Regions from separate parts of the Mus musculus genome. Here region 2 is linked to region 1. The links are chromatin contacts, called in public Micro-C maps. All regions are on one chromosome and are shown on one strand. Each heading gives the region's core, a stretch centred on a gene start, on an enhancer-like site or on the middle of the called end of the contact. The rest is flanking DNA. Distances are from core to core; before and after follow the strand shown. Region 1 holds the start of Rad18 (RAD18 E3 ubiquitin protein ligase). Region 2 overlaps Srgap3 (SLIT-ROBO Rho GTPase activating protein 3).

The links. A called contact is a pair of places that touch in the nucleus more often than the background predicts.
Region 2: a Micro-C map of embryonic stem cells shows a contact between it and region 1, with 2.8 times the contacts expected there. The contact joins the enhancer-like site here to the promoter of Rad18 in region 1. A contact is called at or near these places in 1 of 39 promoter capture datasets (macrophages), 2 of 484 Hi-C or Micro-C datasets (embryonic stem cells and nephron progenitors), 4 of 115 datasets of contacts at active chromatin or transcription factors (bone marrow-derived macrophages and embryonic stem cells) and 1 of 9 other capture datasets (adipose tissue).

What each region holds. Positions count from the first base shown.
Region 1 is chr6:112,693,858-112,698,272 of GRCm38.p6, reverse strand. Rad18 (RAD18 E3 ubiquitin protein ligase) reads left to right here and starts at 1,603. Exons shown (of 12, transcript NM_021385.2): 1 at 1,603-1,729. The coding sequence starts at 1,679. Gm35824 (a long non-coding RNA gene) reads right to left here and starts at 1,605. Exons shown (of 2, transcript XR_377964.4): 1 at 18-1,605.
Region 2 is chr6:112,755,056-112,759,257 of GRCm38.p6, reverse strand. The region is part of intron 11 of Srgap3 (SLIT-ROBO Rho GTPase activating protein 3); the gene reads left to right. Among named protein-coding and RNA genes, the nearest start is that of Gm26799, 57 kb to the right of the region's middle. Within about 2 kb of position 2,132, at least 8 of the 459 cell types and tissues checked have an H3K27ac peak or open chromatin away from gene starts, as enhancers often do. A contact at or near this core is called in embryonic stem cells, where this site is marked.

The sequences.
Region 1 (4,415 bases), core at 354-2,853:
TGCATCTAATCTGCCACCTGCCCCTCCGATGTTCCCAGAACTATCCAGCAGCACCCAACTCAACCTAGAGTTCATGTGAGTACTCTCCCCTGATGGGTTGGTACAAATCCACCTTGCATCTAATCTGCCATTTACCTCCTGGCTGCCGACTTGCTAGATTCAGTGTCTGAATCCTCTTGCTGTTCTGACACTGGGTTCCGTATCTGCATGCGGAAAGAACTGTCTTGACCAGACAGACTCTTATGAGACGATTCTGTGGTAGTTTATATGCTCAAAAGCCCAACATCCTGAGTTCAAGCCCTGCTTCTACTTAGCTGCAGAATGCTCTGCACCAATTACCCATTTTTCTTTCCTTTGAATAATGAGTAAACCAAGTAAGTGCATGATGCAAAAACAAAACAAAACAAAACAACCCAAAGCCACAGGAGTGCTTTGAATACAGGTGGTCTAATATGTGTTAGCTATTACTGTAATAAGTAAACTATCACCTAAATGTTGTTTGTGTTGGTGTTGCACAGTTCATCTGTGACTGTAGGCTAGGAAAAATTAATTGGCTCAGATTACAGGGATTATTTTATGATAAAAACTCAAAAGAATGAATTCCTAACCTGCTGGGTTTTAGTCTTCACACCTGTAAAGTGTCTGTAACAGCCACATCTCTCCCCCTACTTTCCAGGAGAGCTCACATGCCTGGTCCATTGTAAGTCTTCAAAACATACATGTTGAATCGGTGAATGTGTGGGCCACCGGGGTATCAGTGATACCGCAAGCTTCGGGATTCTGTCTTGCGAGTCATCTGGACCAACTTGTGGCCCCTGAGACCTAGTACAGCGGAGGCCCACAGAAGGCAGAAGATGAGTGCTGAACTGAGTAGCCAGGCTGGCTGTGTGTTGGTCAGCGTTCCACATCCAGATAATGGAGCTCTGGTTAAATGAGCCTAAAAGGAACCTTTCTGGAGACAGGTCCGGGAGATAAGGCGTCACCTGGGAGATGGAAGAGGGTGAGGAGCCTCTCAAGTAGATGGAGTAATTTGATAAAAAAGAATGTGGGTTCCTGTTAAACTGATTTAATAACACTCTTTGCTAACACTGGTCCTTTTATACATGGGGACTATCTGAGAACTAAGTGCCAATATTAGCCGTGGTTACCTTTGAAGAACAGAGGCTCTATGTGGCTCTCGTGGATGCTTACAGAAAGAGGAGTTGAGACAGAAGTGTAACTTTAGATATTTTCAAGGAGCAAGACAGATCTCTAAAGCAACCAGAGATTACTACCTGAAGAGGGAAGACCTGAGCCTAGATCTTGAACTCTCTACCAAGGCTTAGGCTTCATTTGGTTTCTTTTTCCTAATATTCAATCACCTTCCGGAATCTTTTGTTTATTCATTTTATAAGACAGATTAAAGCTGCTTTTAATCTTTCACTTATCTTCTTGTCTCTCGGGATCCAAGAGGTCCAAACGCCTGCATCGCTCCAGGCTACGCCCTGGAATGTCTCACTTTTTCCCCTTCGGTCTTCCGAAGCCGCTAACGTCCAACGCACAAGAACTACAGCTCCCAGCATGCCGTGCGCTCGCCGCGAGCGCGCCGCACGTAGCTGACGTACGGTGTAGCGCGGGGAATTTCGAGTAGAGGAGCTGCGTGGCGGGCCGGTAGCTGGCGGTCTCATCAGGTGCGGCCATGGAGGTCCTGGCCGAGCCGCGATGGCCTCCGGGGTTGGCGGTGATGAAGGTGAGTGTCGGGGGAAGGCCGGGGCGCGGACGTCGTCGGTGCGAACAGGCACCCCGGTCCGCGCGCCGCCGCCTCGGCCCTAACCTGGCCTCGCGACGCCGGTCCTCAGTTTCCAACCCCCGAGACGGTCCGGGAACGCGCCGCGGCCCTGCGCAGTCAGCCTTAGGTCGCCGCCCTAACGAACCGGATGTTTTGGGTTTCTGTCACTATCACCGCGTCTCCCCGTAAAGTAGTGTCAACGATGGTGACATCACATCCTACGAGGACTCCTGTGTTAACAGTGACACCACTCGTGATTTGTGTGGACGTTGCATCGGATGACATTTTATAATCAAGCAGTATAGCAGAGGGTCCGCTTATCATGGTTTTCCATTTCTGGCTGTGGTCCAGAAGTCCTCCACGTTCTTAACACACTGCATCCGGCTTCCCTGCCTAATGTGCCCTCCATGACTCAATAATGACGCATCTCTCTTTATTTAACTTTTATTTATTTTATTAATTTAGGAGACGAGGTCATACCCTGTAGCCCCTGGCTCACATCTTTTTAAAAGAGAGACCAGGACCTAGACCCAGCGCTTAGCCTTTCCTTTTAAGGAATTATTGCATACTGAATTATCTCCCTTAAATAACATTTAGTAGGATGTGTTGTTTGTTTGTTTGATTGTTTTTGAGACAGGGTTTCTTTGTGTAGCCTTGCTCTTGTAGGACCAGGCTGGCCTTGAACTCAGCGAGATCTGCTTGTCTGCCTCTGCCTCCCAAGTGCTGGGATTAAAGATGTGTGCCACCTCTGCCCATCCGGTGGATGTTTTTTGTTTTGATGTTTGTTTTCTACCAAGATTGGGTAGCCCTCCTGCCTCTGTCTGCTGAGTGCAGCAGGCTTACGTTGTATCTGTTATAACCTAGACGGTTTCCCTATGACAGTTGGTTATTCTTTGCTTTTATAATTGTTGTTTTTTGAGACAGGGGTTTTTTTGGATATCCTTGGCTGTCCCGTAACTAGCTCTGTCCTCTGAGTGCAGGCTTTTTCCTTCTGTTCTTACAAACAATGCATCTATTACAACCTGAACATTTCCCTTCCACAACTGATTATTGTTTGTTTTATTTTGTGTGTGTGTGTTGTTTTTTGAGACAGGCCTCCTTTGTTGAATCCCTGCCTATCCCAGAACTAGCTCTGTAGACCAGGCTAGCCTAGAACTCACAGACCTCAATGCCTCTGCCTTCCAAGTGCTGGGATTAAAGGCATGTGCCACCACTGCCCAGCACAAGCAGGTTTTTATAGCTATGTAATGTTTCATATGGACTGTAAATGACAACTTTTTGGTTTGTGTTTGGCTTTATGACGGGCTCCTTATGTAGTAGTGCAGGTAGGCTTGAAGCTTGGATACTCCTGCTCCTGCCACTGAAGTGTTAAGATTAAAAGTAGGTACTCCCTTGGTTGTATTTGCTTATATTTACATTAATTATTCTAAAGAATTATTTATTTTATTTTTCGCATTGAGTGCTTTACCTACTTGTATGTATATGCACTGCATACATGCCTGGTGCCCATGGAGGTCAGAGACGACGTCCTCTCGCCTGGAGCTGGAGTCCTGGATGGCTGGGAGCCGTGTGTGGGCACGGGGAATCCAGCACAGGTCCCCTTAACTGCTGAGCCATCTCTTCAGCCTCCACAGTGTTTTAAGTAACAGATTCATACAGTTCAAGAAATACATAAAATAAAAACGATCTCCTTTCCGCCATGTCCCTCATTGCCCAGTCCCCTCATCTTAGTAACTCTGATGATCACTTTGTCGCATCCTTTCAGAAGTTTCTTTATATATGGAATATAGTCTACTTTGTTGGTGTCGGTGGGGTGGTTTTTTTTTTTTTTTTTTTTTTTTTTTTTTTTTTTTTTTAAAGAGCAGCGTCTCACTCTGTAGCTCTGGCTGCCCTGAAACTATGTAGATCAGGTTGGTCTTGAACTCACAGAGATCCTTCTGCCTCTGCCTCCTAAGTGCAGAGAAGCCTGTGTCACTATCTTTGGCCTACTCTACATGTTAAATCATCTCTCTGTGTGTGTCAGGATGCTAGCCAGGGTCACTTCCATGCCAGACAAGGACACTGCCACCTCCCTAGCTCCCCACACTTCCATTTCTTGAGAATAAAGCACCCCACTGTCATTGCTATCAGTCCCTTTCTTAAACAAATTAAAGGATTTTAAGTTGCAAGAACCAATCTGGTTCTGCTGAGCTTGTTGTCCAAGTGGACACTGGCTTTCGAAGGCTTTCTCATTGGCTGCACTGTGCCTATAGAAAGTACCAGACTACCATGAGGAGGGTGGGTATGTCAGCCTTGGCTTGAAACAGGCCCAGTATTGTGTGCTTACCTGGGATGTTAGTCTCCTCATTGCGAAATAGAGATTTTAATCGGATAGTTTAGTATTTATCTATTTTATTTATTTTTGTTTGAGATAAGGTCTCATTATATAGCCACATCTCGATTTGCACTCAATCCTACCTCAGCGTCCGAATGCTGGTATCACAGGTGCATCGACCGACCCCACTAGAGACTCTTTAAGTCTTTGGCTTTATTAGTCTTTTGTCCTGGCTGGTTTTGTCTCAACTTGACACAGGCTAGAGTCATCAGAGAGAAAGGTGGTTGAAATCTTCCACCGAGTGGTGACTCTGTGCCAGAGGATGGGTCTGAA
Region 2 (4,202 bases), core at 883-3,382, 60 kb before region 1:
CGGACGTGTACCCAGATTACCTCCCACCCTAAACCCCTGTACTGCCCATCATACTTTGGCTTGAAGTTTAGTGGGAACTTGGATGCACTGACTAGGCCAGTAAGATAGGGAACCCAGGCTTCCTCCTGGCTCCTTCCGCATCTTCCTTTGTGCTTCCCCTGAGCACACCAGAGCCAGTGACCACTTCCACTCAGCAGTCTTCAGCCTTTCACAGGCATTAGATGCCTAAGCAGCCAGTGCTGCCCTGGTGTCTGGATTTTCAACAGGAATCTAGCATTTGGCCCAGAGATCCGCCCTCTATCGTGTGTGGCAGTTGGTAGCTACTTTTTTTTTTTAACCTCGTTTTGAGATGGGGCAAGGGGCTCAGTGACCCAGTGACACTCTACTTCCAAACCAGTCCTTTCCAATGGCTCAGAATCCTGAAAAGCTGTCCTACTTGGCAACAGCAAAGATGACCCTTGAACTCTTCCCTGCTCCTGGGGAAGCAAGTGGGCGTGGCAAAGGCTTGGGAAGCTGTGGGATTTAAATATGTTGGACCTGGAGATTTAGAGCTTTCCAGGAATCCAGATGTTCATCTGGCCCAGGCAGTTTGGAAACAATGAGATGATTCACAGGCAAGGACCGTCCCACGTGTGGAACAGCAGTTGCTCAGGTCACATTTGAAAAACCCAAATTTGTTACTCTTTTTATTTTTTTCTGGTAAGAGAGTATTGCTATAAAACTCAGAGAACTTTATACCAAAGTGGGATGAATTGGGCCGTGTCTTCCTGCCTCCTAATCTGTAAGATGCAGGCAGGACATTGCTCCAGCAGACTATGGGGTCGGGGTGGAGAAGAGCCATAATATATCCCTTGGCCAGGTCTTAGGCTCCCCCAGCCCCAAGAAAGCCCAGGAAATAGATAGATAGATAGATAGATAGATAGATAGATAGATAGATAGATAGATAGATAGATAGATAGATAGATAGAGACAGACAGACAGACAGACAGACAGACAGACAGACAGACAGATTTGAGAGTTCTAGAAAAGTCAGGGCTAAACAGAAAAACCCTATCTCAAAAAAAGAAAAAAAAAAACCAAAAAAACCCAAACCCCTATATATACATATTTTTTTAAACCGTCTGAAATACTGTCTTCTACAATTGCTTTGGCCTAGGGATTGGGAAGTCGAAGTTTGGATGACTAGACCTCCCACTTAGGCATCCTGTCCCAAATTTCAGACCTAGCCAGATATTTTCTGGCTCATTATTGAGCTTGTGGACCTCACTGTCAACCTGAAAGTGGTTTTAAAATGAGTCCCAGAGGCCCCGGATGATCTGTCTCTGCACCTCGGCTGTGTCGACAGTAGATTCTCACAGTCAGAGGCATCTGGGACCCTCGTCCGTGCAGGTTCCCTCAGCCAACTTGCTCTTGCCCTTGTCTAGTTGGCCTCTTTCTCACACTTAAAGCCAGATTTGTGAACGGCCTCAATTCACCGTAGCCCCGCTGTTCTCAAAGCTGTTCAGCAGTTCCTATAGGCAGACCAGATGTGCTAATGGACTTTGAAGAATTGATTAAAAACGGCAAAGTGAGATGCAAACACCAGTTCTTGATCATTATGATTTGAAAGGAGATCAGCTTCCTTAAGCAGGTTGACAAGAGGCCCGAGTCCTTATGTGAAGGGAGATGTCACGACCTATCAGATGCAGCTCAGTTTATATCCAACTTCAGTCAGCTTCCAAGAATCCACAAGCCCTTGAACATCAGTGTTGACACCATTTTGGATACTGACACCCACATCTGTTGGGTTGTTTGGGGGAATTCTTAATCTCTCGCTTTTTGTCGCAGACTAATTCTGAGGCCACGCCTGTGTTGCCAGCATATGCTAATTTTCATCCCAGCTGAAAGGCAGAGAGGGGCCATTGCCATTGTCTCTGGTATCCTTCTCTCCTCTCTGTGGCTTGCTCCTGTTTTCCCTTCTCTCTCTCTTTCCTTTTTTTGTTTTGTTTTGTTTTGTTTTTGCTCTGCAACTGAGCAGCAGAAGAGATGGAAGGCTTAGGCTGCCCCACTTTCCTTGGCTGAGCTGCCCCCCTGCTCCCCACTTTGTGCCCCACCCAGCATTCCAGTAAGTTGATACAGATTTGGTGTCATTCAAAGTTGGGATAGCTACGTTTCCTTGTCAGAGATTCCAGCCACTCCCCAGTGCACCATGGGGTGGGGAAAGAGGCCTTCATTTTCTTTTATACTCTGGACTTGGCAGGAAAAACCTGGGGAAGCATATCCTGCTCCTAGAGCTTTCGACTCTGCCTTTTCAGTGCCTGTGCCAAGATCCCCATTCTTGCCGGCCTCGAGAGATGGATAGACAGTTAGCAAGATCCCTCTCTCTACTTCATACCTGTGATGGAGCTTCCAGTAGGAAGAACTGCATTCCACTCCACTCCCGGCTCTTGATAGATCCCATCTGCGTAGCCACTGGCAAATTTCTTAATTTCCTGTGGGCTCCTTGGCCTCCCAGACTTGCGAGGGGGTTAATCATGCAATGTGGGAGAAGTGTCTCCAGAGCCCACAGTACTAGGAAAACAAAAATGGTGGCATTGCCATCCTCCTTATTCTTCATCCCTAAATTTGGATCCTGTGGCTTTGTGTCATATTTTTTTTTTCTCTTGGCTTTTACATTTGAAAATTCAAAAGCAGAGAGCCACTATATGAGATTCCCCCTCCCTGTTTTCACACATTCTCAAAAAAGATGTAGTATTTTTTTACAAAAAGGAAATGACATGGACTTAGCTAACCAAATTCACATCCGTCCGAGATGGGCTGGAGATAATCCTGCCAGCTGTTTCTCCTCAGAGTTTGGATTGTGCTGTTCTTTTGGTGCCCTTGATTGGGTGGCATGCTGTTTGGACTTTGCCCGTTTGCCCATGCATGTCCTGGAGCTAGCAGCCTTTGCTCAACACTTAGAAACATTCTGGAGGACTTGGCTAGAGTGTCCTGTATGGCTGGGCTGCTGAAGGACATGGGCACAGGAAGCCCAAGGGAGAGAGGCAGGGCAAGCCTCCTTCGTGTTGGTTGGTTCCACAGTCCATATAATTCTTGCCTGTGTGGGCTGAGGATATACTTTAGTTGGTAGAATGCTTGCTTAGCATGCACGAGGCCATGAGTTCAGTTGCTAACACCACATTAAACCCAGTGCAAAGGTGCATGCCTATAATCCCAGCACTGAAAGGATGGAGGCAGGAGGATCAGGAGTATGACGTCATACTCGGCTACATAGCAAGCTTGAGGCCACCCTGGACTTTATGAGATCCTGTCTCAGAAACAAACAGAAGATTCTTGCCAATACACAGAAGTCAATCAAGACTTGGAGAAGGGGCAAGTCTTTGCTTCTCATATATGCCCGTTATCTGCCTGGCTGAATATACACTCATTGTTCCCATAGCTTGAGCCAAACCATTTGAAAGTAAGCTGCCTCATTTGGGAAGGGTGCTTCCTCCAAACTTTCTAAAATCCCTTTCCCTGAAGGTCCCCAGTGTTGAGTCGGGCCAGTTTGTGTAAGGAAATGAGCAAAGAAGCCAGTCCAGGCCCATGCATGGCGAGCAATTGTGGACACGGGTCTGGTGTCTGTGGCCATTTCATTGCTCCTGGTGGACTGTGGTATCAGGACTCCCCTCCCTGTGGCTGACAGCAGAACCCAGGGAATGGAGATCCGAAAGCAAAGCAAGACACTTTCAACCTGACTCCTGCCATGGACTGATGGGGCAGACACGTCTGCAGCTAGAAATGGCATGATGTCCTGGCACTATGCCCATGACTTGAAACGTAAAAGACAAACAAACAAATTAATAAACAAACAAACTCACTTCCTTGGAGGGGAAGTGGGTAGAGGTGGGTGGGTCTGACTCACTGCTCTTTTTCTCTGAGCCTTAGTTTCTGTAGAATAGAGCCACGTGTAATAGGAAGACACCGGGTTAAGTGTGGTAATGGGTTTGACAGCGCTCTGATCCAAAATGTTCTTGACCGATGAGTGGGATAACATCCCAGGCCACCTACGGATCCTAAAGAAGGAGCAGCTTGCATCCTGACATCTATCTGTCTAGCTCTCAGATCCATGCAACAAAGATGAGTCATATGCCTTTGAAATGCCAAGAGGCATCAGGAAGAGAGTGCCCTTGGTACACTGGGAGTTGGGCCTTGGTGACAGATTTAAGCCGATATTATGAAAA